Regions from separate parts of the Sus scrofa genome. Here region 2 is linked to region 1. The links are chromatin contacts, called in public Hi-C maps. All regions are on one chromosome and are shown on one strand. The core of a region is the stretch at or near the end of the contact, and the rest is flanking DNA. Distances in the headings are between cores, read along the strand shown.

Evidence for each region. A called contact is a pair of places that touch in the nucleus more often than the background predicts.
Region 2: a Hi-C map of omental adipose tissue shows a contact between it and region 1, with 2.8 times the contacts expected there. The contact joins the promoter of SPRY1 here to the enhancer-like site in region 1. A contact is called at or near these places in 2 of 5 promoter capture datasets (fetal skeletal muscle and liver), 16 of 47 Hi-C or Micro-C datasets (alveolar macrophages, embryonic fibroblasts, fetal heart ventricle and 10 more) and 1 of 2 datasets of contacts at active chromatin or transcription factors (skeletal muscle).

Annotation. Positions count from the first base shown.
Region 1 is chr8:100,262,071-100,269,673 of Sscrofa11.1, reverse strand. No RefSeq gene overlaps it. Among named protein-coding and RNA genes, the nearest start is that of ANKRD50, 480 kb to the right of the region's middle. Within about 2 kb of position 3,378, at least 4 of the 83 cell types and tissues checked have an H3K27ac peak or open chromatin away from gene starts, as enhancers often do. A contact at or near this core is called in omental adipose tissue and subcutaneous adipose tissue, where this site is marked.
Region 2 is chr8:100,856,505-100,864,107 of Sscrofa11.1, reverse strand. It overlaps SPRY1 (sprouty RTK signaling antagonist 1), which reads left to right and starts at 2,951. Exons shown (of 3, transcript NM_001267835.1): 1 at 2,951-3,350; 2 at 4,192-4,378; 3 at 5,177-7,413. The coding sequence starts at 5,232. The coding sequence ends at 6,191.

The DNA.
Region 1 (7,603 bases), core at 2,129-4,628:
CAGAAACAGAAGCATAGATCAATGGAACAGTATAAAAGCCCAGAAATAAACCCACACACCTATGGTCAATTAATCTGCAACATAGGAGACAAGCATATACAATGGAGAAAAGACAGTCTCTTCAATAAGTAGTGCTGGGAAAACTGGACAACTGCATGTAAAATAATGAATTTGAACTATTTTCTAACCACCATACACAAAAATAAACTTATGTAAAGACATAAATGTAAGACTGGATACAGTAAAACTGTTAGAGGAAAACATAGGCAGAACACTCTTTGACATAGATTATAGCAGTATCATTTTGGATTTATCTCCAAGAGTGATGGAAATAAAGCCAAAAATAAACAAATGAGACCTAATTAAACTTCAAAACCTTTGCATTCTAGGAAAATCATCAACAAAACAAAAAGGAAATCTACAGAAAGTATTTGTAGATGAAGTAACTGATAAAGGATTAATTTTCAAAATATACACAGAGCTCATTCAGTTCAGTATAACAAAATCAATCCAATCTAAAACTGGACAGAAGATCTAAACAGACACTTCTCCAAAGACATACAGATGGCCAAAAGGCTACTAATTATTAGAGAAATACAAATCAAAACTACATGAGGTATCATCCCACATTGGTCAAAATGGCCATCAACTAAAAGTCTACAAATAATAAATCCTAGAGAGGGAGTGGAAAAAAAGGAACCATCTTGCACTGTTGGTGGGAATGTAAATTGGTACGACCACTATGGGAATCAGTATGGAAGTTCCTAAAAGAACTAAAAATAGAGCTACCATATAATCCTGCAATCCCAGTCCTGGACATATATCAGAAAACATATACTTTGATGCACTCCAGTGTTCATAACAGCACTATTTACAAAGCAAAGCCATGGATGAAACCTAAATGTTCATCCAAAGATGAATGGATAAAGAAGATGTGGTATATATACGTATATAATAGACTATTACTCAGTCATATAAAATAATTAAATAATGCCATTGCAACAACATGGATGGACCTAGAGATTATCATACTAAGTAAAGTATGATTCTAAATTAAGCAAAGACAAATATCATACGTTATTTCTGTATTTGGAATCTAAAAAATAAAAACATACAAATGAGCTTTTATGCAAAACAGAAACAGACCCACAAACATAGAAAATGAACATACGGTTACCAAAGGGAAAGGGAGGGAGGAGGAATTAATTATGAGGATGTGATTAGTATAAACACCACTACATACAAAATATATAACTAACAAGGACCTATTGCATAGCACAGGAATTATGCTCAATATTTTATATAAACTATAAAGAGAAAAGAATCCAAAAAAGAATATAGACAGATAGATAGGTATATATAACTGAAACACTTTGCTGTATGCCTGAAAACAACAGGATACTATTAATCAATTATGCTTAAATTTAAAAAAAATAAAAAATAAACATACTTATATACACACACAGAGGTTGTTTTGTAGTATTAGCCCTGATTTTTTTTTTTTTTTGGAAAAAATGATTAATGATCTGCTAGTATTTTTTCCTAGCTTGCCTATGAAGCACTCTCTTCTATGTTTAACATAAGACAATCCATGGCAAAACAAAAGCACATGAGATTAGACTTTGTACAAATAGTCAAACAAGAGAGAATGAAACTAATAAGCAGATTAGCAAAAAAATATCAAATATTGCAACAAAAATCTAATGACTTTAAACAAAGGCCTATCTCTAATTTTCTTTACTATATGATGCTCCTACAAATTAAAAGGCCTAATTGTTACATATGACAATTGAAAGTTTAATAAAACAACTAACTTTGAAGGTTTAATAAAATAATGAGAATACCTGTGCCTAAAGTTTTACTTTGGGAATATTTTTGTTTGCATATTACTTCAATTCTTTACTAGTTCCAGGATTATTCAGGCTTTTAATTTCTTCTTAATTCTGATTTGCTAAGTTACATCTCTCAAAGTATTTGTCCATTCTAAATACATTTTCAAAACTGATAGCTCTACATTTGTTGAGAAATTGGCCCATGTACTGTTGAATTCACTTCTCTGATGGAGGAAAGGGGTGCTCTGGTGCTTCTTACTCTGCAATCTTGATTATGTCACCTCTACATTTTTGGATACTCAATTGCATTTTGCCTTCTATATTATAATTTCTGCTATTGTTTTGATTTTCTTTCTCTTTATACTAAGATATTTCATCAGTCATTTTCTATATTCATAAATTGGCACTTAGGTCATTAATTTACAGCATTTCTGACTTTCTAACATACACATTTAAAAGAATAATGTGCCCTGAAGCACAGTTTATGCAGCCATATACATTTTGAGATGTATTTTACTATCTTATACTTCTAACTTTTACAAGTTTTTGTTTTGAAATATTTCTAGCTCATTAGTTACTTGGCAATTTTTAAAATTTTCCCAATCTAAGTTAATTTTATTTATTTTTTTATTAATTCCATTTATTATTTTGTGGTCAGAGCACATGATCTCTATTCTATCTGGAACACAGTACAGAAAGAGTAGAAGAGAGATTTCAATTTCTACCAAAATGCTTAATGAGTGAGGACTACAGGATTCACCTCCTTTCCCCTGCATGCATTTCCAGTTAGATTATCCAAGAAACCCGAGGTAATATATCACAGGCACACACAGAAAGTGGAAAAAAGACAAAAAGAGAAACACTTAGCACAACCGTATCAAAACTACATATAAATTGGAATTCATACTCTAATGAAAGCCGAGAAAGTAGAATAAATAACCAAGTACTGCAATTCAGCAAAATAACTAGAAGAGATAAGAGAAGTTGTTTAAAATATGCCACAAGGATAAGAAAATATAAGAAGAACCAATCAGAAATATTGTGTGTAAAGGTATAGCAGATTAAATAAAGAATATAATAGGTTATGTACATAAATAATCCGTCAAGTACCAAATTGGAAGTTTGGTTTAAGAAACATTCCAGAAGGAATTAGAAAAGGATAAATACATAGTGGACTTAAAGAATTAAGTTCCATGTTGGAAAGAAACATAAATGAAACATCCTAAATAATATTCTTGGAAAGTAAGATAAAAATTGAGAGGAGGAAATATTTGAGGAAACACTTGAGAAACATTCCTCAGAATTAATGATCTCAAACTGAAAGTCCATATATGCCAAAGAAGGATGATAAGGGGGGAAAAAAATCAAACTATGCTGGATATATTATAGTGAGATTTAAGAATTTTTAAAAAAGAAAATTCCTAAAGCTTAAAAGAGAGATCTTAGTACATGTAAAGGAGTTAGAATATGGTTCAGACTAAATCCACGAACTTCAGAGTTTGCAGAAACCTTTCACCAGTCTTCAGAGGAGTTCAGAACTTCATGCAGTTTAGAAGTAAGAGGAGGGACTAAAGTTTTTAGGAAACTTGGACAAGAGAAGTTGAAATTCCTATCTGTAACTAAGCAGCTTAGAAAAAGTGTAAGCCCTTGAGATTGTTTTCACTTTCATAAATATATTCCAACAGCTAATATGATTTGTTAGAGTTGCCCAAACCCTTCCAATTTGCCAGAGATTTCCACAACTTCCTACTTTAGAATTAGCCAGCCCAATTTACATTCCTATTATCGCCTGCCTGACCTCTCGTTTACATTTAAACCCTTGTAAATGATTAAGACCTCAGATTCTGAAGTCAGATGCCTGGCTTCTACCCTAAACTCCACCACTTACTGATTGTGTAATTTTGGGCAAATTACTTAACTTTATGATTCAGTTTTAGTATCTATAAAATAGGACAATTATAGTAGAATCGTCCCTTGGTATCTATGAGAGATTGGCTCCAGGAATCCCTCAGGTACTTAAAAATCAAGTCCTTTATATAAAATGGCATAATAATAGAAGACAACCTAGGCATCCTCCTAAGTACTTTAAATCATCTCTAGATTATTTATAACACTTAATACAATATAATGCTATGTAAACACTTGTAAACACAATGTAGATAGTTGCTTTTTGGAATTTTTGGGAAAAAATTTCTAAAAAATATTTTCACCTTGAGGTTGGTCGAATCAGAGGATAAAGAAACCATAGATTTGAAGGGCCGACTGTATATACTTCCTAGAGTTGGGAGAAGGGGCTATTCAATGTATGTGAAGTATTTAAAACAGAGCCTGGCATACAGTAAACAATAGATACTGTCTTCTCTTACTATTATTATTGGTATTAACAAAGATGATATTAAGCGAAGATCAGATGATGATTAAACTGCTATAGCTACTACTTAAAAGAAATGATGGCAAAACCTCAAGACTCAAAGAATTTTGTCCTGAGGCCAAACAGTGACATCAGATCTTTAGTGGTGATGGAAACCAGCTCAGAACCAGCTGCAGTAATATCCTGAGGTAACCTGGTGCTCTCTCCCAGCCTCAGAAAGCTGTGCCACACTCCTTCACATGGAGGTGCACCCAGTCCCTCTTTCTGATGTTCCATCAGAGAGTGCCTCTCTCCTCTCATTTTATCCCAGAGTAACGAGCTTCTGCACACTTATTGCTTCAAGTCTTTTCTCTGAGGTGCTCCCCCTTGAGATGTGAGTTTTATTCACCTCAGCCCTTCTGTACTGCTAAACATCAAGCAGGGCAGGCATCTGGGCAACCTCTTTGAGCATATAATAAACTTACTTTCAAGAGAGTGGTAAAAGATCTAGCATGGTAAAAGCAATATGGCACAACTTCAACTTTCAAATATTTGCAATATTGGCTCTGACCATCTTCTCTTATTTTTCACTACAGGCCTATCAAGAGAATGCTGAAGGAAAACCAAATTTGACTGAACACTTAACTTGGATTATTACTTCCATTTTTTTTAAATTGATAGATAAATCTTGTAGTGAATGTGGGTGGTATCCTTTAGAACACCCAGAAATGAAATGTGTACATGTGAGACAAAGAAATATCATGGATGACTATCAGATTTTTAACTTAGCAACTAGATGAAATGAATGGTAATGCTACTTTAATAAGATGGTATAAACTTGGGGAAGAAAAGATGTAGGGCCTGTACAATGATTATTCTAAATTAATAAATACTTAAATTTATTAATTGATTGGATAACTTGATAATGTAACATACACTGTCTGTATTATCTATACTAGTACTAGTAAAATTTCAAGAAACGTTGAAAAGAGAACTGAACCTGAATCTACAGCTCTCTACCCTTAAATGAGAGAATAGTAAATTAATTTATGTAAAATACCTCTAATCACATTAGATTAGCTATGTCCCTCTATAAAATGATGGTTTTATAACTTCATAGTCCTCAAATACTCTTCACTATTATAATTTCACTATGGTAAAGTATATGAACAGAAGTTTCTAATTTTAACTTATAATATGTATATAATTTTTCCTTTATTGTTAACACATTCTGTGTCTTAATAAAGAAATCATTGCCTACTATAGGGTCTTTCTGAGATGATTAAAATGTTATACCCTGCTCTTTCCAATGCAGTAGTTACTAGAAACATGCACTGACTGAGTACTTGATAGTGCGACTAAGGAACCAACTTTTGAAATTGTCTTTCAATAATTGATGACTAGTGACTTTGGTACTGAACTCTAAAAGCTATATTGCTTTTCTTTTCTTGTTTACCTCTTCTCTACACCTGGAATTGACTTTATAGATTCTCTATTCTCTTTCTACTAACATTTGAAGCACTTTGCATAATTGGTAGGAATTTTACAAAGATAAATCTCATGATAGTTTCTATTCTAAACAACCAGTTCTCACCATGGCATATTCCATTTTGTCATAGGTCTGATTGGCTCACTTATTACAACAAATCACATTTTCAACATTTCTTTGCTAAGAAAGGATAGAAATAATAGAAAGTGTGAGATAACAGGGAATACCATTAATAAAATGGCATTGTTAATGTTATTAAAATTTCATTTAAAAATGACATCCTTTGCTCAAGATTATAGAAGATATAGAATTATTTTGGTTGGGGAAAGGAGGTATAATGACTTTCTAGGCAGAGAAGTCATTAGTTTTGAAGGAAATAGCCAAATCCTAACTACTGACTCTCTTTATCTACTAGAAAATATAAGCAAGTCCAGAGGATGGAAAAAAGGAAGACTTGTGAGTGAGATATAGAGAACTCTGAATGCATCTCATTCAGGAAATCTTGACAGCAATCCAAAGGCCGGCAATTGTTTGTGTGGGGAAGCCTAGATGCAGGGGAAAGCTATATGTCCAAAATTTATTCAAGTTTTATTGGGCAAAGGACACAAATGTTTCCTATATGCAATAGTGAGCTATGAAAGATAGAAGGGACATTTGGGGTCCTGTTCAATAGGGCTATGGGGAAAAGAGCAGAAATCTCAGCAGAAAGAAATTGGATGGGTACTAACAGACACCCAGGAATGAGAAAGGAGCCATAATAGACCAGGTGGGGAACACAAGATGCATTTGCCAGGGAGAGTAGGATTCTATTAAATGGGTTCTTTCTCTGTGTCTAACAGAGAGATAGGTAATTGTGATTCCTAGTGATAATCCAGAAAGCGTGGTAGGAAGGATGAGTACAAAACAAGTAGGCAGGTCAGAGCCCAAGTGGACAGAAATAAAACCGGAAACTTAAAAGAAAAGGAATCCATGGTATGCACTTTAAACATAATTATATGCTGTGACGCAAACCCTTCTACTTTTCTAAATCACCAGAAACATCTACAAAGTTCCATTTTATTGTTGATATTGCTGTGTAAATAAAAATGGAAAGGGAAAAGTCCACTCCTCGCTTTTAAAAAAGTCTGTTCAGAAATAACTAAAATAGTTTAGTATAAGAAGATCTGAGTTACAGTTAGCATGTGAACTCAGCCTTTTACATTTGCATAGTATGTCTTGGGGAGAGAGGTGGTTTTTCAACAGGATTTAGAAAAGGACTTCAGGCTACTCTTATCCAACATATTTTATTTATTGAGGGACAAGTTGACTTTGGTTAACATCTACTAATAGGAATGTCAATATTTCATACATATATATAAGTATACACATCTACAAATGTATTATACACACATACAGCTATACATATATGTATATATATGTATATATACACATCTACACATGCATATACACACCGAGTGTGTTTACACTGATCTACATCTGTATATATACACACATATAGCTATACATATATGGATATATACAGCAACTTTAAAATACATAATACAATACATGTAAATGTAAATGAAGACCTAAAAGATTAAAATTTGAGGGAAAATAAAATACTTACTTAATAATTTTACATGAATACATTCTCCTTGCAAAATATATTTAAATATTTAAAAAATTTAAAAAATTAAATATTTAAAAACTAGAAATCCCCTCATATCACTAATCTAATCTTAGGTCATGGAAAAAAAACTAGTCTACTTTCTCTTTATTCCTATGAATATACTGAACCATATGAAACTTGTAGATTGTAGCTTGAAAATAACTAAATATTACCAATTTCATATGACTCAAACCAACATTTTAATTTTGGAAATAAAAAAATACTATTTTACTCTGTGTATCTAATGGAATTTCATTTTAATTATTTAAATGTTGTTTTTTTAA
Region 2 (7,603 bases), core at 1,702-4,201, 590 kb before region 1:
AATTTTTTTAATTATACAAATATATTACAAAATTTAAGGAGTTTATGATTTTAAAATTTTGATTTGGGGAAATTATATCATAAATAAAGATAAAGCAATTATCATAAAATACACCTTTATGATATATTGTCACATACCTTTGCAGTAAGGAGTGCCACCTTTTGAGTTTTGAGATTTCATATATTCTGAATTTTGTTTTAAGTAGGAACTGTAATGTTATATTATCATCTTCTGTATATCAATGTACATTTTCTTGGTAACTGATCAGAAGCAATGGCGGGATATACATCTTTTTAATCTTATTTTATTCTTTAAAATTATTTTCTAATTCAACTGTAAGGGTAGATTCCACCAATCCTTTTACTGAGATTGATATCTAAACATTGTTAACTAAGTTTAAAGGCATTCCTTTATGACAAACGGCATTTGCAAGATTTTTAGAGGCAATCCACATTTTTAGAGGATGTTTATGACAGGAGCATACGGGGCAACATTTCCAAAGGGGCACTCATAAACGAAAGAGGAAAAGACTCGGGGAAATCCTGTTCCAGGTTTTCAGGCAGCCCGTGTGATTGACACATGATATCACTGGAGGCGTGTCCTGGGTTGGAGGTGGAGGTGGAGGCAAGGAGCTGAAATTCTGCGGAGCCAGAGTGGGACTGCTCTGTAAGGCACGCAGTGGTTTGCAGAGTGATAGCTGCAGACAGAGCTCCCTGCCCTGGATAAGGAACAGCTACATTCGCTGTAAATGTGCCTGAAGAGCAATATCCAATCTTTGCGTTAGGTAAGAACTGTTTCCTTCCTTTTCTTCCGTAGACATTTTAGGAAAGATTAGCTGAGAAATGTTGGCTTTTGCAAGGAACTGATTATTTCTTTGAAGTCGCTTTAGATGTAAGATTACTGGTTGAATTTCAAGTTACCAGTAGCATTCCCACTGCTAAAACTAATGTTCTTTAAGTAAATGATACCACTGAAAGAAAAAACAGGGTCTCTTTCCATCTTTCCCCCCCTATATCCTAACAGTGACAAATTTAAAGTCTGAAATGGTCGAAAGTGTGAAAAAGTGGGTGGTTTATGCTGAAGAGGAGCTGGCACTCCGTGTGTGTACCAAATGCATGTTTGTTTAGGCATTGTTGGCGACCGAATCCCGAGCAAAGCGATTGTTTAAAACCTGAATTTCCCGTCTCTGTGTATTGATTTCCAATGAGCAGAGGCGTCGCTTGAACGTTGTTTGAACTCCTAGGCATTCCAAGGGCCAAAAGCAGTTCGGCAAAAACGTGCAAGACTGCATGTTACTTTGCTTCGCTGCTGACACGCCGACTGTACGCCCGCCTGTCAATCACTCGGAGCAGCAACAGCCAGCACATGGCAGTGGGTGCGGGCGGCGGGCTATCTGGCCAACCGCCCGCTCCGCTCCACTCTGCGCCCCGGCGGCGGGGCGCGCTACGCGTCCAAGTGCCTGTAAAGAAAGGGAAATTAACGTGTTTTTATCTTTAACCGTCTGCAGCAGGCATTTAGCCCGTGGAACAGGAGGCTCGGAGGACTGGGAGTGAGCGCTGCCTGGGAGATACTGACCGCCAGGACCGGAGTTCCCGGGGACGCCGTGCCCCCACTTGCCGGGCGTGCGGGATCCGGAAACTGCCTGAACCTGCTTGGGGGCCAAGGGACGACGCCCCATCTCCTCTCGCGAGGAGGACCCCCAAACTTCGCTCCCTTCGCTGCCACCCCTAAAAAAGCGGGTTAAAAAAAAAAAAATCCCACCCACGGGGAGCGGCGGCTTGGCCTCGCCGGCTTGTGTTCCCGGGCCCTGCACGGCTCTGTGACCCGCCTGTGGCTGCCGGTTCGAGCCCTGTCTCAGGCGCCGCGGAGTCTCGAGCGTCCGTGACGTGGATTTTCACGCGTCAGAAGCCGCCACTCCCGCCCTTCCCGCGAAGGAGCGACTGGACCCCGAGAAGCACCCTCGTTCTTGCTCAGCGGCGGGTCGGCGGGGAGGTCACGCACTCTTCTCCTACCGCTCCCTAGATCGCTATCAAGAGAGACTCGGAGAGCCCCCCGAAGGAAATTTTTTTCTGGCTCTTGGAAGGAAGCAGGACGAGAAGAGCCTGGGAGGTGGATGTTACTGAGCTGCGCGGCGCACGCGAGCCGTGAAAGATCTGCACCCGGCCGCGCGGAGTCCCTGGAGGATTGTTCCCCGCAGCCGGAAGGGGGCCGCGGGGAGCGCTCCTGCCCGGCGGCGGGGGCGGAGGAGGCTGCGGGTCGACCGGCCGCAGCTCAGGCCATGCCTCTCCGTCCTCTTCGCCACGGTTGATGCGGCGCTTGGTGCGTCGCCATCCGCACCAGGACCCCCGCCGGGTTGCAAAGCTTGGACCCCCGCCCCCGCTTCGGCCTAGGTGAGTGCGGGGCGGCAGCACTAGGCGGCCTAGGTCGCAGGGGCGGGAGGCTGCTGGCTGGGCGGGCTGGGCGGCAGGTGCCTTTCTGGGGAGCTGCGCGGGGGCCGGGCCGGCGCAGGGAAGGGAGGGGGGAGAGGGGGCGCCCCCCGCGTGCGGCGCGGCCCCTCCCGCCCGGGCGCTCGAGGCTGGGCAATCCCGCGGGCAACCTTCCGCCGCGCTAGACCGCCAGGCGGGGTTCCCCGTCCCCAGTCGCCTGCAGCGGTGGCGCCATGACCCGAGGTGTCCTCGCAGAAGCACCCTCCACGCTAAAGACGCTTTCAAGTAGGCTTTTGGAGGGTCCGGCGGGGGCGGGGCGGAGCTGCTCGGCGGGTCCTGGGGGCCGGGGGCCCCGAAACGGGCGTGTGCCGCAGCACACCCCGACTTCTCTGGTGACCCCTGGGCTGAGTCGGTGTGCGCCCGAGCGAGCTGCCACTTTATTCCCTGTAGTGAGAGCAGTGGAGCGGCAAGGGGAGGGGTGAGGGCACTGCCACTTTAAAAGCGGGGAAGTCCGCCCTCCTGAGGTAATGGTAACCTCAGCCTCCTCCCCTCCTCCTGCCCGAGAGAGAGAGGGAGCAAAAGAGAAAACTTGTTTTCATTCATAACTTTTTCCTTTTCCTTCCTCTCCGTCAACTATTTATTCCGCGCTGCTCTCCGCGCGGATCGCAGAGGGCGCAGCTCTGCCGCGGTAACTGGCAATGTGGCGACGCCGCTCTGCAGGCTCCGGCTCTTTAGGAATCCGGCTTTTCCGTTAAAGTGTAGACAGATATTTATTTATAACCCTCCCTGCCGCGGGGCTTGCTTTCCGCCGGCCACGTTCTCTCTGAAGGCTCTTCCTGATTTGTAAGCATCTTTGGTGGGATACGCCAAAAGGTTTTGGAAATCCGCGGTGATCCTTAGGATGTGATGGGATTGGCCGAAAAGGTATTCGACTTGGATTTGGGGTTTCTTGGGGCAAACAGGCGATCGAGAACCTGTGACCGTGTTTGGAACTAGATGGAGGACTGTCACTGCTTGAAAAGGGGCTTTACTTCAGATCAGAGGTGGCTCTTTCTCTTTGCTTTCTCCTTTTATCTGGTAGTCTCCTTTACCGCCCAGGATGATCTTCGTTACAACTAGCATTTAAAACTCAGATTCGGTTGTGCCTGGTGTTTTTTTCTACCTTCAGATCCACGGGTTTTTATGTGGGTTTTTTTGTGTGTTTTTTTTTTCGCTTGGAGTCTGACTTAGTACTTTTAGATTATTTTTGTTTTAAAAATAGTGGGTTAAAAAGTTTTTTGCGAGGCAGAATGATATTGTGCAGAATAACCATGGAGTATTTTGAACAGCCCTTAAGAAATCCAGGACTAAACCCAGCAGGTTGTGAATGTGTTTCTCCTTAAGTTCAGAGAAGGTATAAGAAAGTGGAAACGTGAAGATCTGCTTTGGGAGAATGAGGGAGGGGAACTGCAAGAAGTTAACGTGTAAGACTTAGTCCAGCGACACTCAGTGAAGTTGATAGATGAAATGGTCTTCTTTCCGATTTATTCCTTAAGCTGATGTGTTTGGCTCAAGGTAGAAGTGGAGAATGGATTTTTTTTTTCTTTTCTTTCTTGAATTGGATCAGATCTGTAGACTTTGGGAGGAATTTGTATGAAAATAATCTAATTTACAACCTTGAAAACAGAAATGTTTTTAAGTTCGATAGTTTGTTTTATGGAGAATACATTATAAGTGAGAAATAATTTACTCTTGGTATAGAAACGCAAATGCTTATTTTCATCAGGATATCACTGTACTTTATTACAAGAAGCACATTGATTCGGAGTTGGCAGTGCTTTTGAAAATCAAGATCTGGCACATAAATACAGATTTTTAAATTAGAGGAAATACAGATAATTAAAATGGCCAGGATTTCCCAATACTACTTTAAAGGCCTAACACTTATTTGTGCATGAAAGTTATCTCGTTAGGTGAGTGAGCCCTTATTTAAACTTACAAAAAATCTTTTCATGATTTCAATTGTGAATACTCTTAACACTCACCGAACTGTATATTGAGTTTTCTGTGTGTTTAGAGGCTGTAAAACACCAAGAACTGTATTTGTCTATGTTCATTTTTGCAATTTGTAGATTAATTAGCTAGTTTTAAAATTTTGGTTTCTGCTGTAAATGACCTTTTATTTCGAGATTTCATTTTAGTTTAGAATCTCTTGAATTTTTTTTTTAGTGCATGGAGTATACCTTGACTAATTTTTCACCATTAATCTAATGCTTGTTCACATCAAATAACAAAAGGCAATGGCACCAAAACCGTTCTTAATTTTTTTTAAGGTGGATGTTTTCCTTTTTGGAAAACACCCATGAACTGTTACTGAGCTTTCTTTAGATGAGAGCTGTTTATTAGTGCTTATACTCAGTATTCCCCACAAGGGCGTACTCCACTTTAATTGTTTGTTAGATTCACAAACAGGAAGATATTACTTCTTGATTCTGCTTTTTAAAAGTTGAAAAAAACTCCTAATTCTTATGGCGTGGGGTCTCTTGCTTACATTCTTCTTCTATGATGTGGTCCTTAGTCTCTCTTGGAATTGGACTCTGGCCAGGACCCCAGCATCATTGTAATCCGCTGATGAGGGAGATCATTACCAGGTGGTTTAGGCAATTTGTGACTTGATGGGATTTCTCGCCTCCCCCACTTCCCCCAAATGCTTCTTGTCATTTATTTTTCTCTCTCTCTCTTTTTTTTTTCCATCCTTGATTTCCTTTTAGGATTTCAGATGCATGCCAGGTTTCCACTGATTGGCAGAATTGAAGAGCACTACACATGGATCCCCAAAATCAACATGGCAGTGGCAGTTCATTAGTTGTGATCCAGCAGCCTGCTTTGGATAGCCGTCAGAGGCTAGACTATGAGAGGGAGATTCAGCCTGCTGCTATTTTGTCCTTAGACCAAATCAAGGCCATCAGAGGCAGCAATGAATACACAGAAGGGCCGTCAGTGGTGAAAAGACCTGCTCCTCGGACAGCACCAAGACAAGAAAAGCATGAAAGGACTCACGAAATCATACCAATTAATGTGAATAATAACTACGAGCATAGACCTACCAGCCACCTGGGCCATGCAGGACTCTCAAATAATGCCAGAGGCCCCATATTGAGCAGATCAACCAGCACCGGAAGTGCAGCCAGTTCTGGGAGCAACAGCAGTGCCTCTTCCGAGCAGGGGCTATTAGGGAGGTCACCACCAACCAGACCAGTTCCTGGTCATAGGTCTGAAAGGGCAATCCGGACCCAGCCCAAGCAGCTGATTGTGGATGACTTAAAGGGTACCTTGAAAGAGGACCTGACACAGCACAAGTTCATTTGCGAACAGTGTGGGAAGTGCAAGTGTGGAGAATGCACAGCTCCCAGGACCCTGCCATCCTGTTTGGCCTGTAACCATCAGTGCCTTTGCTCTGCTGAGAGCATGGTGGAATATGGCACCTGCATGTGCTTAGTCAAGGGCATCTTCTACCACTGCTCCAATGACGATGAAGGGGATTCTTACTCGGATAATCCTTGCTCCTGTTCACAGTCACACTGCTGCTCTAGGTACCTGTGTATGGGAGCCATGTCTCTGTTTTTACCTTGCTTACTCTGTTATCCTCCTGCTAAGGGATGCCTGAAGCTGTGCAGGGGGTGTTATGACTGGATCCATCGCCCAGGGTGCCGATGTAAGAACTCCAACACTGTCTATTGTAAGCTGGAGAGCTGCCCCTCCCGGGGTCAGGGTAAACCATCATGATTCCTGGAGGTGGGTTGAACCTCCTGAACTGCTCAATTTCAAGCTGTGGCTGTTTAAAAAGATCCTATTAGATACTGGTTTTGTTTTCTTTACCATTCTTCCCTGTTTTCCACCTTCTCTACCCCTCTTCCCAAGGTTTGACTCATGGATTTTATTCTCTAATGGATGATCTTCAGTAAGAGTGAACTGTGAAACTGCACCTGGCTCCGCCTTATGACAAGAGCCTCTGCCATCCACTTGAGAGGGTATTGAAAGCCAGTGGGCTTCTGTGTAGCCTTTTTGTTCTTCAAGCAACTTTCCAAAGTTGTGCATGTGAACACACACACACACACACACACACACACACAGGCTACAGTGATTTAGAGCTGTTCTTGATTGGGTACTCTGGGAGCAGGGAAATTGGTTTTTAAAGAAGCAGCCGTTGAATTGCTTAAATAAGCTATGTATTAAATCTCTTCAGTTAGGGCTATCTTCATAGCATTGGACTCTTACGTAGCATGGGGGATGTGTTATAACAGTAAAATTCTCCTTTAATCACTGCCCTCTCCTTCTTGCCCCTCAACATGCTCTCCCCTCAGTGCTGGCATTTTCTGCATCTAGAGATGCCAGGGTTTTGTTCTGGTTTTTTTTTTCCCAGTGTAATTTTAGATTTGCTTTACAATGTAAATCTTCACATTGGAGGTATATTGGTAATATCTTGCTCATCCCTTTTCAAGCTTTCATATTTGTGAAGGACTCAACTCCCTTCCTTTTGTACCCCACGCTATTTCACCAAATTTCTCATCATTGAGGGCACTTGGATAACTGAAGTTGGTATTTATAGCTGATCAATCTATAGGTGTCACAGAACTATGCTGCCTAAAGTGATCTTGGCTCCTTAATGCTTTTTGGCCCCTTGGTTAGTTAACAGCTAAGTAATTCTAACTTTCCTGTGTTTTCATTGCCTTAACCACAAATTGTGGTGCTTTTGTATATTTTATGTATAAATCACAAAGTTGAATTCTGACTATTTTTAAGACAAAAGTCTGTTAAACTTTTTTATTGTAAAGAATATTTATTATGCGAATCTCTATTATTTTATGATATTTATTGCAAAAGACTGTTGAAATGTACTCATGTCTGAATATAACAAAATATCAATACGTAACGGAAAATAAGGTGACACGAAGAAAGTACATATGTTAACTATAATGCAGAAAATATATTAATTAATGAAACTGTCTCTCGATTTCTTCATTTATTAGCCTGTACTATTGTGATTTTTGGTCATTTGCTTTGACTCTTCATGTATACTCATTTTTTTTCTCTTATACTGAATCTAGATGTAGGAAAAACTCAAATTTTGAACTAGATGTTCCCTGGAAAATGCATTAATCAGTATTTTGTAATCCAAATTATGTTTCAACAAATGC